Regions from separate parts of the Gasterosteus aculeatus genome. Here region 1 is linked to region 2. The links are chromatin contacts, called in public Hi-C maps. All regions are on one chromosome and are shown on one strand. The core of a region is the stretch at or near the end of the contact, and the rest is flanking DNA. Distances in the headings are between cores, read along the strand shown.

What was found. A called contact is a pair of places that touch in the nucleus more often than the background predicts.
Region 1: a Hi-C map of tail fin shows a contact between it and region 2, with 1.7 times the contacts expected there. The contact joins two enhancer-like sites. A contact is called at or near these places in 2 of 6 Hi-C or Micro-C datasets (tail fin and whole body).

The regions. Positions count from the first base shown.
Region 1 is chr7:25,714,028-25,720,987 of fGasAcu3.hap1.1, reverse strand. The region is part of intron 1 of nrg2a (neuregulin 2a); the gene reads left to right. Among protein-coding and RNA genes, the nearest start is that of nrg2a, 10 kb to the left of the region's middle. Within about 2 kb of position 2,482, at least 2 of the 9 cell types and tissues checked have open chromatin away from gene starts, as enhancers often do.
Region 2 is chr7:25,671,106-25,678,331 of fGasAcu3.hap1.1, reverse strand. It overlaps nrg2a (neuregulin 2a), which reads left to right. Exons shown (of 11, transcript XM_040179856.2): 6 at 1,739-1,762; 7 at 3,292-3,394; 8 at 3,633-3,756; 9 at 3,888-4,015; 10 at 4,168-4,389; 11 at 5,999-7,176. The coding sequence ends at 6,653. Among protein-coding and RNA genes, the nearest start is that of slc22a6l, 11 kb to the right of the region's middle. Within about 2 kb of position 1,446, at least 2 of the 9 cell types and tissues checked have open chromatin away from gene starts, as enhancers often do.

The DNA of each region.
Region 1 (6,960 bases), core at 1,233-3,732, 42 kb before region 2:
TAAGACTGTTTGCTTGCAAAAGCTCTGATTACGGCGCAGAACTAAGTTGTCATCACTTTCTAATTCTCCCTTAATCAGCTTCACCACCTACCAACTTCAACACTACCAGTCGTTGTGAGGGGTTTAACGTGAGTTCAGCTCTACGTGAGGGGTTTAACCACTCCACTGTGGCAGACATGTTCAACGCACTTTTCCCGTCTAACGTGCCCCTTTACTTCACACACTCCATGCTTTGGATGATTACGAATGGACGCTGTAATGCAGAACTATGCCTGGGTTCATGGAGAACAATGGGATTACTCTCAATGAAGACTCAATTGAACAATGAAGTCTGCAATGCCATGCAGTTGAAGCTTTGACATTTTTTACTATTTTTATTTACGTTTTTTTAACTTAAAATATTTGTCAGTTCTTGGGGAGCGGTGAGGTAAGAGTCTGAACATATCAACGACAAGGGAGCCATGATCTTACTTACTGCTTATCCTGTATTAACCAAGGCCACATACAGCCTCATTACAAGAAACATCATCATTTTCTGTGTTTGATTACAGAAACAGTGCTTTGTATATTACACCATCGTCTGTATCATCTACAGTAGTGTTTGTTGGTTACAGCTTGCAAACAGCTGGCGGAAATCAGACAGCCGTCGGGTCGGCTGGTGGTTAGAATGCAGATTAGTTTTACAGTTAGTACATAGTGTCACAACCAATAATCTCCATAATCTCTGGTTTAACTTCATAAAATGGGATGAAAGCTGCTTTTGAAGCAGCAAAACAGAATTTGGATTTTGCATTTGGATTTTTCTAATGTTATCAGTTCAATGCCATAAGATCATTTGCTATTTCTCTAATTGTATTAGTATTATGCCATGAGATCATTTGCCATTTGCATGTGATTCCAAAGCTGCATCCACGAGGCCTGAATGAAGAATTATACCTTGTATTAAGAAACTTTTTTGTGGACTTTAAGCACTACCTTTTGTGGGGATATGAAAACCGCTCATATAAACATCTCATAGGCATTATTGTACCATGTTACTAAAATTACACAGGACAAATATATATTTTGTTAGTTGCAGAACTAACATTTTTCCATTAATCCTTCACATAGTTTTGTTTAGATTGTGGACGCTGTCCTGACTAACCACTCCTCTATTTACTAACTATTAACGCTATCAATGTTGACAAAGAAGAAATTGCGTTGAATGTCTGACCAAACAAAACATTACTCGTTACGTTATTTGGCTGTAGCCTCTGATCACAGTTCACACCCTCTCCCTCGGCCTTTTCGACAATTAGGGCTCCACTTTCCAGCCCACTGAAGAATGTTGGGTTCACCACAATGAGGCAGTATATGATCAGGAAGCGGGAGAAACACCGAAAAGTTAACAGGGACTCGTCCGTTGGGAAAGCCGCTGCAGTTGTTAGACTCCCTGCCCCTGCGTCTGGAGCTGTGTCAAAAACACTCAAAAGCCCACAGCCCCCCTGTGAGATCTGCACAGGATAACGGCTGTGAAAGTCACTGCCACTGGGATCGGACTCGGTTCACAAAAGGAAGCCATCTTTCTAATGTTACTGCTGTGCTTTTAATACTTGGGAGCCTGTGTGCTCTTTTGACTGAACTAACCACGCTGGATGTTCAACGAAAAAAAATCCCAGTTAACATTGAACAAAAATATCCCTCTAGATGAATGGCAAAATGCGTAAACATGCAACACAAACCTGCTTTATAATGGGCTTTTTGTAATTTCTCCCACCTGATACGACTGTTCGTATTGGCCTGTTCTTTACGACGTTGCATCCCTCCGCCTCGTGAAGGCAGTGGAAGTTTACTCTGCCTTTTGAATCATTCAGTAATTTGCAGCTATCTTGGGCTGCAATACTTTTCTTTTACAGGCTGCAGCCAGTGCATGTAATTAAATATTTAAAATGTTTTTTTTTCTGTGCACAGCATTAAAGCTTGTTGACAAAATTAACCCCTTACAGTCGAATCGTAAGGGAATTAATCGTACTTTTAGATGTACAGAAAAAAAGCATGACCATGAATTTGTCATTTTGCAACCATAAAAAAATGATCCATCATTCTCTCCCATTCATACAACGTTATTTCCCATTTCTTCTGGTCAGGAATGTGTTTCTATTCAAAATATAATAATTGTTTTTATGCTCTAAATGTGTTCTAGATATATGTGACCCATCATTTCTTTCAGGGCCATTTATTTACATTTTTCCATGCGCAGGCTTTGGTCTAGTCACTGCGCCGTTATTAACCCCGATCAGTCCGGGAACCGGATCAATCCATGTCAACTGCATAAATCTAGTACCCGATTCACACACTAGTCATTTCTCATACTGACACCAGCTCAGATGCACAATTGACAGATACTTTTTATGAACCGTATAATTGCCGCTAACACCAGGCTTAGGAGTGTCAAGATCACACAAGTGTTGAGATCAACACAGTTTTGGAATGTTGTGTGGAGGTAACCTACCATTGCTCCTCCCCAGGAGCGAGGGTGCAGCTGGCGGGCACACATTTTCTTGTGTCTTCTTCACCGTCTTCGATTTTCTTCTTCACCTGTGGATCTTTCTAGCCGTGGGCGCAGCGCTACAATAAACACATTCCGTAATATTCCACAAAGTGGTTTATAGATGTTGACCGCGATCCTCAAACGCAGGTTGTCAAAGGTTTGACTAAACTGCTTAACGTCGTCATTGTCATGCACCGCTGAAGATTATTTATGGGGCAAAAATCGTAAAGTTGTTGATGAAGGACACAGGTTAAAGCTGGAGCAATTCTGCAGTATGCGTGTCTACATTTCTGACGTGCATCTTGTTGTGTTCGGCGATGCTGTTGCAATTGATTTATGCGTGAAACCCGCTCGTCTTCTGCTCGTTTGGGCGTCCTTGCTGCAGCGGCTCCTTCACTGAGGTGTCCGGTTGAGTCGCGGGACGAGACACCGAAGGACGGTGCAGGAGATAACCTTTTCACTGCAGACTCACCTTCTCTGGCATCCATCTCCCCCGTAGGCCCCCAGGGCCACTTCTTCACAGTGTCAACTCCTGGTTTTATTGGTAGATTTGAGAATGTTATGTTGACGTCATGATTAGAACATCTGAAACCACTGAGAATTTATTGCAACTGGCATGCTGTCAAAAAAACGTTTACCCACATGTTCTACCTTAACAATGCTTTTATGAACTAGAAATGGTCTCTTTCATTTCAATTTGTCGGCATCGGCATCGAGTATATCTTCAGAGAGAACCAAAAGTAAAGAAGAACCTTTTCTTTCCACGTCTGTGATGCCTTGCCAGTGCTTGGGTGTGTTTTTCGTCGGGTAATTACCTAAATTTCTATGCTTTTGCTTATAATTCTGTGTCGGCAAGCATATGCACGTTTCCCTTAGTTACTTTTGAGTGTCTCAAAACACGATCAGCGCCACGTAATCCTCAAAGAAATAGTGCGCGTTCGTCCAAAAGTCAAATATATAACTGTCTTTTATAAATGTCCAGAGAGAGCTGACAGTGTCCATGACAGGAACTTCAACGAAACGATAGGGAACAAAAGGACCATGGGAAGGGCAACTGTGTTTGTGTGCGGCGTGCCGAAGTGTTGAAAAGAGGGGCTGCCGGCACTCCCGCTGGGCGCCTCCTGGTGTGTTTAAGGGACGTGTCCAGCCATGTTTCCCCCCACACACACACAGCGCATATCCTGAGACAAGGTTTGTTCCTCAGGTATGCTGTAGGTGTGGATTGATATGTGTGTCTTAACATGAAAATACTTTAAACAGAACGGAATGGCTTGTTTGCAGCGTTTTGGAAGTGGACCAAGTCAGAATGATGTTTCCCTCAACAGTGAAGCGGCCTCCGACTATGAGCCAGAGCTTTGTTTTATCGTATAGTTGAGAGAAAACGTGCTTCCATAGTTGAGCGATTGAGTGATACCTTCCTTGACGCAAGGCAGAGGAGGAGCTGATAAAAGATTATGACACTGCTGACTCACTGAATTACTTGTAAACAACCCGACCCACACATTCCTGGATATTTACAGTACGTACATGGATTATTTAGACACATTTTGATTGATCGTCATCCCGCTACGGGATGACCAGCTATATGACACCCACAGTGACCCGTGCATGCTGTCGGTTCCTGGAACTTTTCCAGACTGAGAAGTTTGGGAATACGACCTGCGCATCATCACATTGAGCAAAAAAAGAAGAAAAAAAAAATCCCCACAGGGGCTTTGTATATATTCGCAAAGGACAAACAACAACACTTGAGGATCAAACTCACATGCAGTGCGAGGGGCGAAATGCTGTTGCTAATTTAGGCAATATTTATTTCTGATAAATAAAGACAAAGAGCGTGCGTGTCTGTGGGTGATTACCCCGGCATGTATGTGTGCGTGGGTGAGTGTTTTGGTAGTAGGCTGTTACTCTATCCTTTACCCTTGCTTTTTTCTGACCTTCCACCAGTGCTTCTGCTCATTATTGTGTTGCTCTAATCTGGAGGGGACAGGACTGGGTGCAGAAGTGTATTTATCTTCCTGCACAAATAGGACCTCTTTCCGTCTGGTCCCCGCTCAGCTTGTTGTTGAAAGATAGTGAGCAGCGTAGAGCGAGCTGCAGAATGTGTGTGTGTGTGTGTGTGTGTGTGTGTGTGCATGTGTGTGTGTGTGTGTGCACGGGTGAACTGAGATGTGTCCCAGCTGGCCCACACTAACCATCACCTCACTGCAGCTAATGCAGACAAAAGAGGAATATATTTCCCTCGTGATATTGATAGCCATTAACTCTGGGGGTGTTTTACCCTGAATGAGAAGGCAGAATTCCTCACAGAGGTCTGTTGTACGAAAAAGCCAGAAAGATAGATCAGCGTTACAGAAAGTTCCCGTAGCCCCGTTTCCGCTTCCCCCGATCACATCTGTCGGGATGTGTAGTCTTGGTACGCATTGTCTAGGCATGTTTCTTTTCATTCCCTTGTTGTCCCAATGACATCGGGATGGCAAGCAGGCAGTTATCATAACAGCCAAAGGACGTCTCTTTTTGCGGTCAACAAGTTGACGCTGACCTGTTATCCCCCCGTCTACAAATGTGCGTTAGTATGTATTCCATTTGAGCAACAATTAAGACTGTTGGCTACAACTCAAGTATTCGATTTTAGCCTAAAGCTGCTAAAACTGCTCCTCCTTTCGCTCAAACCGCGGTGGGTTCTGCCTCTTTAGAACAATTACAGCTTTAACCTCCTCCGTAGAACCCCCGGTTGTTTTTCCCGTTCATCCTCTCCCTCTGAGACGACACGGGCGCGGATCCGGCTTCCTGGGCGGCCGGGCCCGACTAGCACAGCGCGAGCCCATCCTGGCACCGTCCACCGGGGCCGCTCATATCAAGCGTACCCAGTTTGAGACCGCCTTGATCGGGGGGCTTATGCCGCCAAAGGCGTGATCTAAGCCCACACATGCGTAGTGGCCTGTTTTGAGATAAGAGAGAGACTGGTGATAAGCCCAAGTTCAGCCATGAGAGGCAAAAAATGCAAATGATTTGAAGCAAGCTGCTTTCACTCTGGGTGAGACTCCACATAGTGTCCCCATCGTGACATGTTTATGCTGCTCTAAAAGCACATTCTGGAGATAAAGGACAAGTGCAGAGCGCAGAAGGAATTTGATTCGATGTGAAGAATGCCGAGCGAAGAGCGGATGCACACATGTTTTTCAAGGCGGGGGCTGATAAGGACCTTCCCGTGTTTTCCCTTGTAATTTACACTCCCGGAGTTTGAAGTGGATTTTAGACATGTGCAAAACGGGTGAAATAAATCATGGATTCATTTCAATTTCAGTTTAAGTAGTTATTCACCAGTAGAATTGATCAAACCAATTAGTGAGAGCTGGGAAATCTTTTCAGGGATGAACTCACTTAATTGTGTGATACAGCGTCGTTGTCCATCTGTGCCTGCAGATAACAACTATGGCTCTTCTGAAGTATCGGAAACTCTCTTTTCAGACTCAGTGGCCTCTTGGTACAGGATATACAATGACGACAGAAAAACTTGTGTTTTAATGGCAAACGAGTGCGCATAGGAAACAAACACACGAGCGTGGCGTAATGCCGGGAATCAGACGCGGTGTCTTTTGTAATCAAAACACAGGGGAACGGTTTGTATAAGGAAATCCGGTCCGCGAACGCATCACTGCCCCGCGTGCTTCATCCACACGTAGATGCACCTGTGTGTGTTTGTATGTGCGTGTTTGAGGGGGTGTGTTTGTGTGACGGTGTATACTTTGCCGGCCCGGAGGCCACTTAGATCGAGCGTGTGTTGTTCTCTCTGGTGAGAGCACACATATGTGTTTGCGTGAAGACCTGGTTCAATGTGGGTGTGTGTTTGATAAACTGTGAGAGCGTGTGGGAGACTGTTTGTCTTTTAATCTGGGTAAGAGGAGCAGAGAAAGAGCAGAATGAGGAGGTGGAAGGAGATCTGCTTCTATCTTCAAGTCAATCTGATCACAGTCACACAAACCTCTTTATCTCACGCTTGGTCTGAAGGGAGGGAGACATGCAGAGAGAGAGAGAGAGAGAGAGAGAGCGGGACAGACAAGGAGGAAGAAAAATAAATACGTTTTAAAGAGGAAAATTACAGAGGGAATGAGATTCAATCAGACGGCCTTAAGAAGATTTTTTTTTTGTTTAAGAGGATCATCAAAGTCTTCCTCAGACAGCATCTGTCATTGGAGGTTTCTCTCCTATTTCGGTATTGCAGCTATTATTGTCCAAATGGAAGACTGTAACAAATTGCTGTAAATTTACAGTGCATTTCTAACGGTATCTTACAGTATGTCATAATAACTGTAATATACAGTTAAATTTCCATCCCTTGCTTGTAAGTTAACGGCCAATGTCATGAGTAAACAGTTAAAGCTGTCAATTTACAATAATAGCAGACAACCGTAATTCAGCTGCATGCT
Region 2 (7,226 bases), core at 197-2,696:
AATGAAAAGAAATAACATAGAATTGAATACAAAGCCTGTATTTTGTAAGCCCATGAGGCTTCCATTCACTGTAACATCACAGTTGAATTAGTATCTGCCTCTGCTTTTGGAGTTGCCCGAGGTAACGCAGTCTCACATCCCGGTGGTGTGACTTGTAAAGCTCACGTTCACTGCCTGTTGTAGGTTGGCTCAGAGTACAATGAGGATAAAACAACTCCATCCTAACTGCAAGTCATTTCATCTGACATTAAGTCGTAAGACACAGTGCTGAAATGACGTGTGGGTGTGACGTGTGTAACTTCAGTGCGACTGCGTCAATGACCTAGGCCTAATGTGTATATATTAATGTGAAAAGCAAGAGTCATCCCTTTGGAATAAGCTGCTGCCGTTCTACAGGAGCCCAGAAAGGACAAACCAAACACCGGCTCTGGGTTGGACCGTTTGCGTTTTTGTGTATTTGTGGAAAATCAGTCAGTTTCTCTGAGCGCGTGCAGTGAGGGCGCGGTTGTTTCTGCGTTGTGGTTGGTTGCAGGCGAATCGAGATTCCCCGTTCCCTGACCAAGCTTAGGCGTGACGAATTACGAGGGAGAGCGGTTGCTTCCAAATTGTGCATACTGCTCCTGTTAAAAAGATATGAAAGAACTGAGGGAAAAACAGTCAGATCTGATGTCCAAGATCTATCAAGAACCTGTGTGTAATGTTTCATTTTAGGCATCACCAAAGCAGTCAACCTGTCAAAGTGTATGATTTAATATCATTTAATTGGTCCATAAATAGTCAGAAATTGGTTTATGAAAGCAACAGTTAAACAGGATGTAGGCTTTAAAGTGAGGTTTATTTTTTGGAAAAGTACACGGCCATCGCTAATGGCCAAACGTATTTCACAACAGTTAAGGAGAATAATTCTCTCTTAAAGAGCAGATATACACGCACACACTCCCATACACTTAAAGACCCCCCCCCCCCTCCCCTCTCTCGTGGAGGGGCTCCTCCCATCCCCAGGAGGTACCAAAGAGGATGTCTTCTCCTCCTCAGCCATCAGGGTTTGGCTTTAAAAGAGCATCTTGCCTCGCTTCAACTCACGTAAAAGAAAGTGTGCTGTGCCCTCAGCTGGATGGTGCAGGCTGCCTTTGTCCTCACTGTTATATAATATAAAGTCTAACTATCAGATCCAGGGTGAATGAAAAATACACTCCTTCTAACTTGCCTGTTCATGTGATGGGTGTGTTCGGGAACAGACAGTGTAGTGTTTTTAGAAAGCGGAAAACATAAGTAATCTCTGCACATGACTCATTCCCCCCCCCCCCCCCCATACATAATGATCATGGCTTTGTGCCTAATATTATCCTCCAGAGTTTTTATTTGTTTTCTCTACAAACCTGAAACTCAATCACTTGAGGAATTACGGTGAAAGCGACCACACCAAGGCGCTGTGTTGAGACAGTAGGGAGAAACTGCACGCAGGAAGAACGCCCCGGGCCAAAATACATTTCCGTCGTGTAGGTCTGTGTTGTGTGGTTTGAAGTGTGTGTTGCATGCTGCAGGTGTGTACTCGTCTTTACTGACAGCTGACAATTACTAACAATTAAGCGTTTGTTGTCTCAGTGTGCCGTAAAGCCTATTATTGTTTGCTCCACTTTATGTTAGAAGGTGCCACTCTCTTAACCTGGTCTTTTTTCTTTTCTTTTTTTGTTTTTTTTGTTTTCTTCTTCCAACTGTCAACCCTCTGCAATGCCAGAGCATCTTGGAATTGAATTTATGGGTATGGAACGATCCCTTTTTCCTTCTCAGGCCTAGCATAGCGAATAAATAGATAGTCCTTCGTTTTGACTTGCCCCCCTTCCGTCTGTGGTGTGAACTGTTGATCATATCATCTCAGCCGATCGTATCATAACTCATTGTGACGACAAACCCTCAGCCGATGCCAATGCTCCTCATCCATCATTATTAACACGGATGTGATCGCCTACACCCCTCATACATGTGCAATGGAAACGTAGAGCTATTAACAGAGATTCCCTCTCACTTACGGTAGAATATCTTTCTTTTTGGACTGATTTTTCGGTTTGTTATTGCGTCTGTAACAAGCATCGTGTATCGTCTTCGTAGCTACCTGATGCCTCTTCCCAACTGTCAACTCTGTTACGACCCTTTTTAGTCTCATTCCTACTAGTCTTTTCCTTTTGAAATACCATCTCTTTACTTTTCTTCATGTGTGATTTTGTTTCTCGCTTTCACCCCGTCGTTAGAATTGCAAAATGTAACTTTGGAGTGTGAGATATAACACTTGTTAGTGGTTTGAATTATCCTTCAAGAAGTAGATGCTGTGATGTGAGCATGCAATGCTATAATTAGAAGGTCTATCTTTCTAATCTGACGCTATTTCCATCCTCCTTCATTGTTGGCTCCTGTTTCTCCTGCTACCTTTTCCAGAGACGTGCTTTCGTGGTTGAGAGTGAGGAATAAATCCTAAAGACGTAATTTCCCAGGTCATGCATTTGTACGAGTGGATTTAAATACAGTTTATGAATATAATTTATTTACAGTGTCAGAAACTTGACACAATTTGGTATGCCGATGTAAAAAGAGTTATACCAATAATATTAGGAACCCCTTACCTCTTTGATCCATCATCAGTCTGCCTCACCCTCACACGAGCTCTTCTCTGGTCAAGGAAAATGCTTCAGTCAACATTTCTCTACTCTAATATTTACTTTAATTTCATGTTAAAGCACTTGTATCATTCATTACTGAAATATAAGTTCTAATCATTGTGTTCACCGAATGCCCGAGCAGATGAAGACTTCTAGTAAATGTAAATCCAAATCAAGTCAACATTGGACATTTCAAATGGCGTGTGCATTAGTGTTATACTGCACGCTTTGCTGTTCCTAATTTGATTGATCCACAAGGGTCCCAGACTTTGAAAGTGTCATATTGAATTAAAAACTACTTCTTTTTTTGATTGTTACTGACTAGATCAGCCCAACTCTTGCTGAGCCTCTTCCCCAGCCATGCAGCCTTAATGCTGCACGGGCTGTAACTGCATTTTTGGTATTTGTAACTATTTTTGGGGAAAGGTTTGACCTTGAGGAGAGTTTTTAGCGTAGGGCCGAAGAAGCTTCATACTACTTGGGATTATTCAAAACAGAAAGATAATGCAGATTTACAGACCGAAACAAACCTGCACCTTTAAGAAACTAATTTCTTTCCCTGTTATTTTCCCACTGTGTGCTTGTGGTGTGTGTGTGTGTGTGTGTGTGTGTGTGTTTGTGGGTGCGGTGTTGACAGAGGCAGAGGAGCTCTACCAGAAAAGAGTCCTGACAATCACGGGTATTTGTGTGGCGCTGCTGGTGGTCGGCATCGTGTGTGTGGTGGCCTACTGTAAAACCAAGTAAGTCCTGCTCAATATGCGTTTTATCAAGACGAAAACGTATAAACAAGCTGTTTTTGCACTGTTTGCAACACGCAGCATTGGTTTTCATAATAGATAATACATTGTTTTATAATACTATAATTATAATATACTATAATTCTACTTTTTGAATAGTTTACCTTTCACTTCAAGGAAAGAAATTATGACTTAAGGCACCTAAATACAAAAAGAGTGAAAGGAAATTTTGTTTCAACAGGAAACAGAGAAAGAAGATGCACAATCATCTGCGACAAAACATGTGTCCAGAACATCCCAATCGTAACCTTGCTAACGGACCCAATCACCCAGGACCAGGCCCAGAGGAAATCCCTATGGTCGACGTGAGTTTCTGAAAAGATTCCTTAGAATATTAAAGTGCACACTCACAGATGTACACCAAATGGTTATAGGCTTTGTTATATAATCAAAGCGCTTTTTTTTCCGTCTGCCAAATCCATTTTTCCCGACACAGTACATATCAAAGAATCTCCCTGCGACTGAGCGAGTCACACGACATCCAACGGAGGGATCGTTCCCAGCCAGCCACGCCTCTTCCAGATCCCACAACTCTTCCACACGAGCCCACTCATCAACTCACCGGTAAGGATGCGTCTAAACCTCTTTCTGTCTCTTTATCACACTATGGAAACAAGTGCAGGGATTGCTTTTATCAAAAAGACGTCCTTCATTTAACGGAATCACTCTGGGACACGATGTGCGTCTTACCACCTTTTTTTTTTTTTAATTTTCAGACACGAGGAACGGACATGGAGCCTGGAACATTCTGACAGCATCCTCTCTGACTCGCCGGGTATGATGTCATCATCCGTGGGGACCAGTAAATGCAGCAGTCCTGCGTGCATGGAGGCGCGGGCCCGGCGCGCCGCACACTGTGGCTATTCTGACCCACGTCGGCCGGGCCTGCAGTACGGAGACTCCTTTGACTCGCTGGGAGACTCTCCGCACAGCGACAGGTGAGGCTCTGCTGCTTCTGTCTCGACCGGTCGCGGTGCTCCGAGACACACACACACACACACACAGATCAGTAATAACTGACAGGGATAATGAGCCAGGACAGCACTTTTCAACGGGAACTCATTCAGTTACTGTAACATTATCCCACGGCCAGTTTGCAAATGCGATTTCTTAGCGCTCCCTCTCAATCCCCCGATGGAACCAAGTGAGGTTCTATTCTCTGGGTCGTCCAGAGACTGTTTTATCTCAAACAGTTGGTTTGGTAGTTTTACTCAAGGTGCATACATTTTCAGTGTGTGGGCCGGGGGAGGGTCTGTCTTTGTTGACCTTGTTATGGAACGTCCTGTGTTTAAGATTTGAAAAAGCATGCTAAAGGTTGCTATGGATGAGGTTGCCCTGACCTTTCCACCTATCGCCGCTTGTACAGAGGCCCACGTTCAACTTTGTTTTAAATCTCTGGAATCACTATTAACCCTAAATTACTGACTGTGTGACGGACCGTGTCCAACAGAAATGGTATAAATATAATATGCTTTACAGGAAGTTTATGCAGTGCTGGCAACTAAAGAAAAGGATCAGCGCGTTAAACGACTGACCAGAGCTCTAAGGCACCAAGGATGTCAGCACACAGCGCTGATTTATGCACGGATAGACCCTTCCCATATAAGTTGTTATATAGAGCCAGATTGCATAACCAACAACCCCTTTGAGTCATTCCAGGTTAGAAGCGCCTCTTCCATCATGGCGACAGCTTTTGCCACAGCTGTATCAGCAGTGCTGTGGGAATGCCTCAGGCTTGACTCTCACACGGCATGTTGTCGTTTCTTAATGCAGCGAGCAGTCGATGCAAACATTCTCCTCCGCAATCAGTGATGTGTGAATTAGGAGTTGCTTTTCAGAAGTGTTTATGCGTTAATGTTTAGTTGGTTATGTTTCTCTATTACGACCTCAGGAAAACCAACTGTTAGAAACTGGGAAGCTCGGGTTAAAACCAAGATGTGGGCGGGATGGAAAAAGGGCGAGCATTGTTAGTGAGTGTGAGGCTCAGGTTCCTGTCAGTCTACTAAGTAAGTTGTGATTCTAAGTAATACTCTAATTCTCTACATTTTGTCCAATTGGTCTCTGGATTCTGACTCTGACTTCTGCAAATCATCAGCATCAACCGATAGACACCCACGTTTCATAAAACCCATGGATATTAAGAATAGAAGTGGATCCAAAATGGATCCCTGGGGGATGCCACATTACACAGATTTCCGTTCAGCAGACAGGAAGAAATCAATCTTGCGCACTACCAGCACATTTTTTCCCAGGTCATTTCTCCCTTTCTGCCTGTGAAAGAAGATCTCAAAAATAGAACTTTCATCACATTTAACTTGAAAGTATGACAATTCTTAAAAGTAGTGCCACTATACTGGGAGAGCTACCAGACACTACTTCAGCTAGAGGACAAATCCACATCAAATCTATGTTTGGAGAATACTTTTCTCCTTAGTGCACATTTACAGCCTTCTAGTAGCCGGAGGTGCAGTGTTCATTCAGTCTTTTTCACTTCTGTCATTTGCTCTTCTTTGCTTAACCACAGACTCCCCTCTGTATCCTCCACAGATACGTGTCGGCCCTGACGACGCCAGCCCGCCTCTCCCCGGTGGATTTCCATTACTCATTGCCCTCGCAGGTGCCTACCTTCCAGATCACATGCCCCAATGCCAGCCATGCCATGTCTCTCCCTCCTGCTGTCCACAACCCCTACCCTCTTGAGGATGACCAGCCTCTGTTGCGCCGCTATCAGGTGCCCCTACACGACGCCCAGTGCCAGGAGCCGTACCGGCAACAGCGTCGTACCTATCTAAATGACAGCAGGGGCAGCCTGCCCTCCAGCCCCTACCGGCTGGCTAAAGAAGAAGACTATGAGACCACCCAGGAGTATCTCTCCTCTCGGGAGCAACCAAAGAGAAGTGGGTCCAGTGGGACTGGTAACCGGCGCTGGCAGAGGTCCAGACTAAATGGCCATGTGGCCCCGCGTGGATATGAGGCCTCTCGGGACTATGGGTCCAGGAGCTGCCTAACAGATAGCGAGTCGGAGGAGGACGGTGAGAGCACGCCCTTCCTCAGTATGCAGAATATGAACGCCGAGCCCTCCACCATCTACAGGCCGGTGGACAGTCGGACTTCTCACTCGTCGGGGCGGCACAGTGGGCATGGAAACATGCATACGAGACTTACACACTCACGCTCCAAACCGGACAATACACCCCATTAAAGAGTGAAAATGAACCAAGAAAAATCAATATCGTATAGACCTGCATCTATAAGAAATATTTTTATTTTATATAACTGACAGATATTCTAAACAAATGAAATATTTATTTTCATTTTAGCAAAAGTTGTCTACTAGTTAACAGCAAAGACTTTTTTATAGGGAAAACTCTATTTATATGTACATTTTGATTTACAGCATAAAAAGATGTGCCAGTTTTTTCACAACGTTAAAAAATAGAGTAATATTGTGGTGCCTTTTGCTGTATGCCGATGCCAGAGGGCCAGTGGAGGTTTTTGTAGCCTTTCTTATATGGACGCCTCATTTTTATACACGTTTATGTTTTTTTTTCCTCTCTGGTTTCCTGTTTTAAGTTGTATTCTTTAAGGAGTCTAGCCCTACTGGAACATAACCCCTTCCGTGTCACCCAATATAAACCACTTCAACATAAAGTGTATGTTTACATTAATATGATTTGCCTGTAGGCTCTATGATTTGGGATCTGATAAATACAATGTAGATTCTTTTTGCCCTGTGACTAATGTCTAAGTAGAGATAGAGGTCGTATGGTTGTGT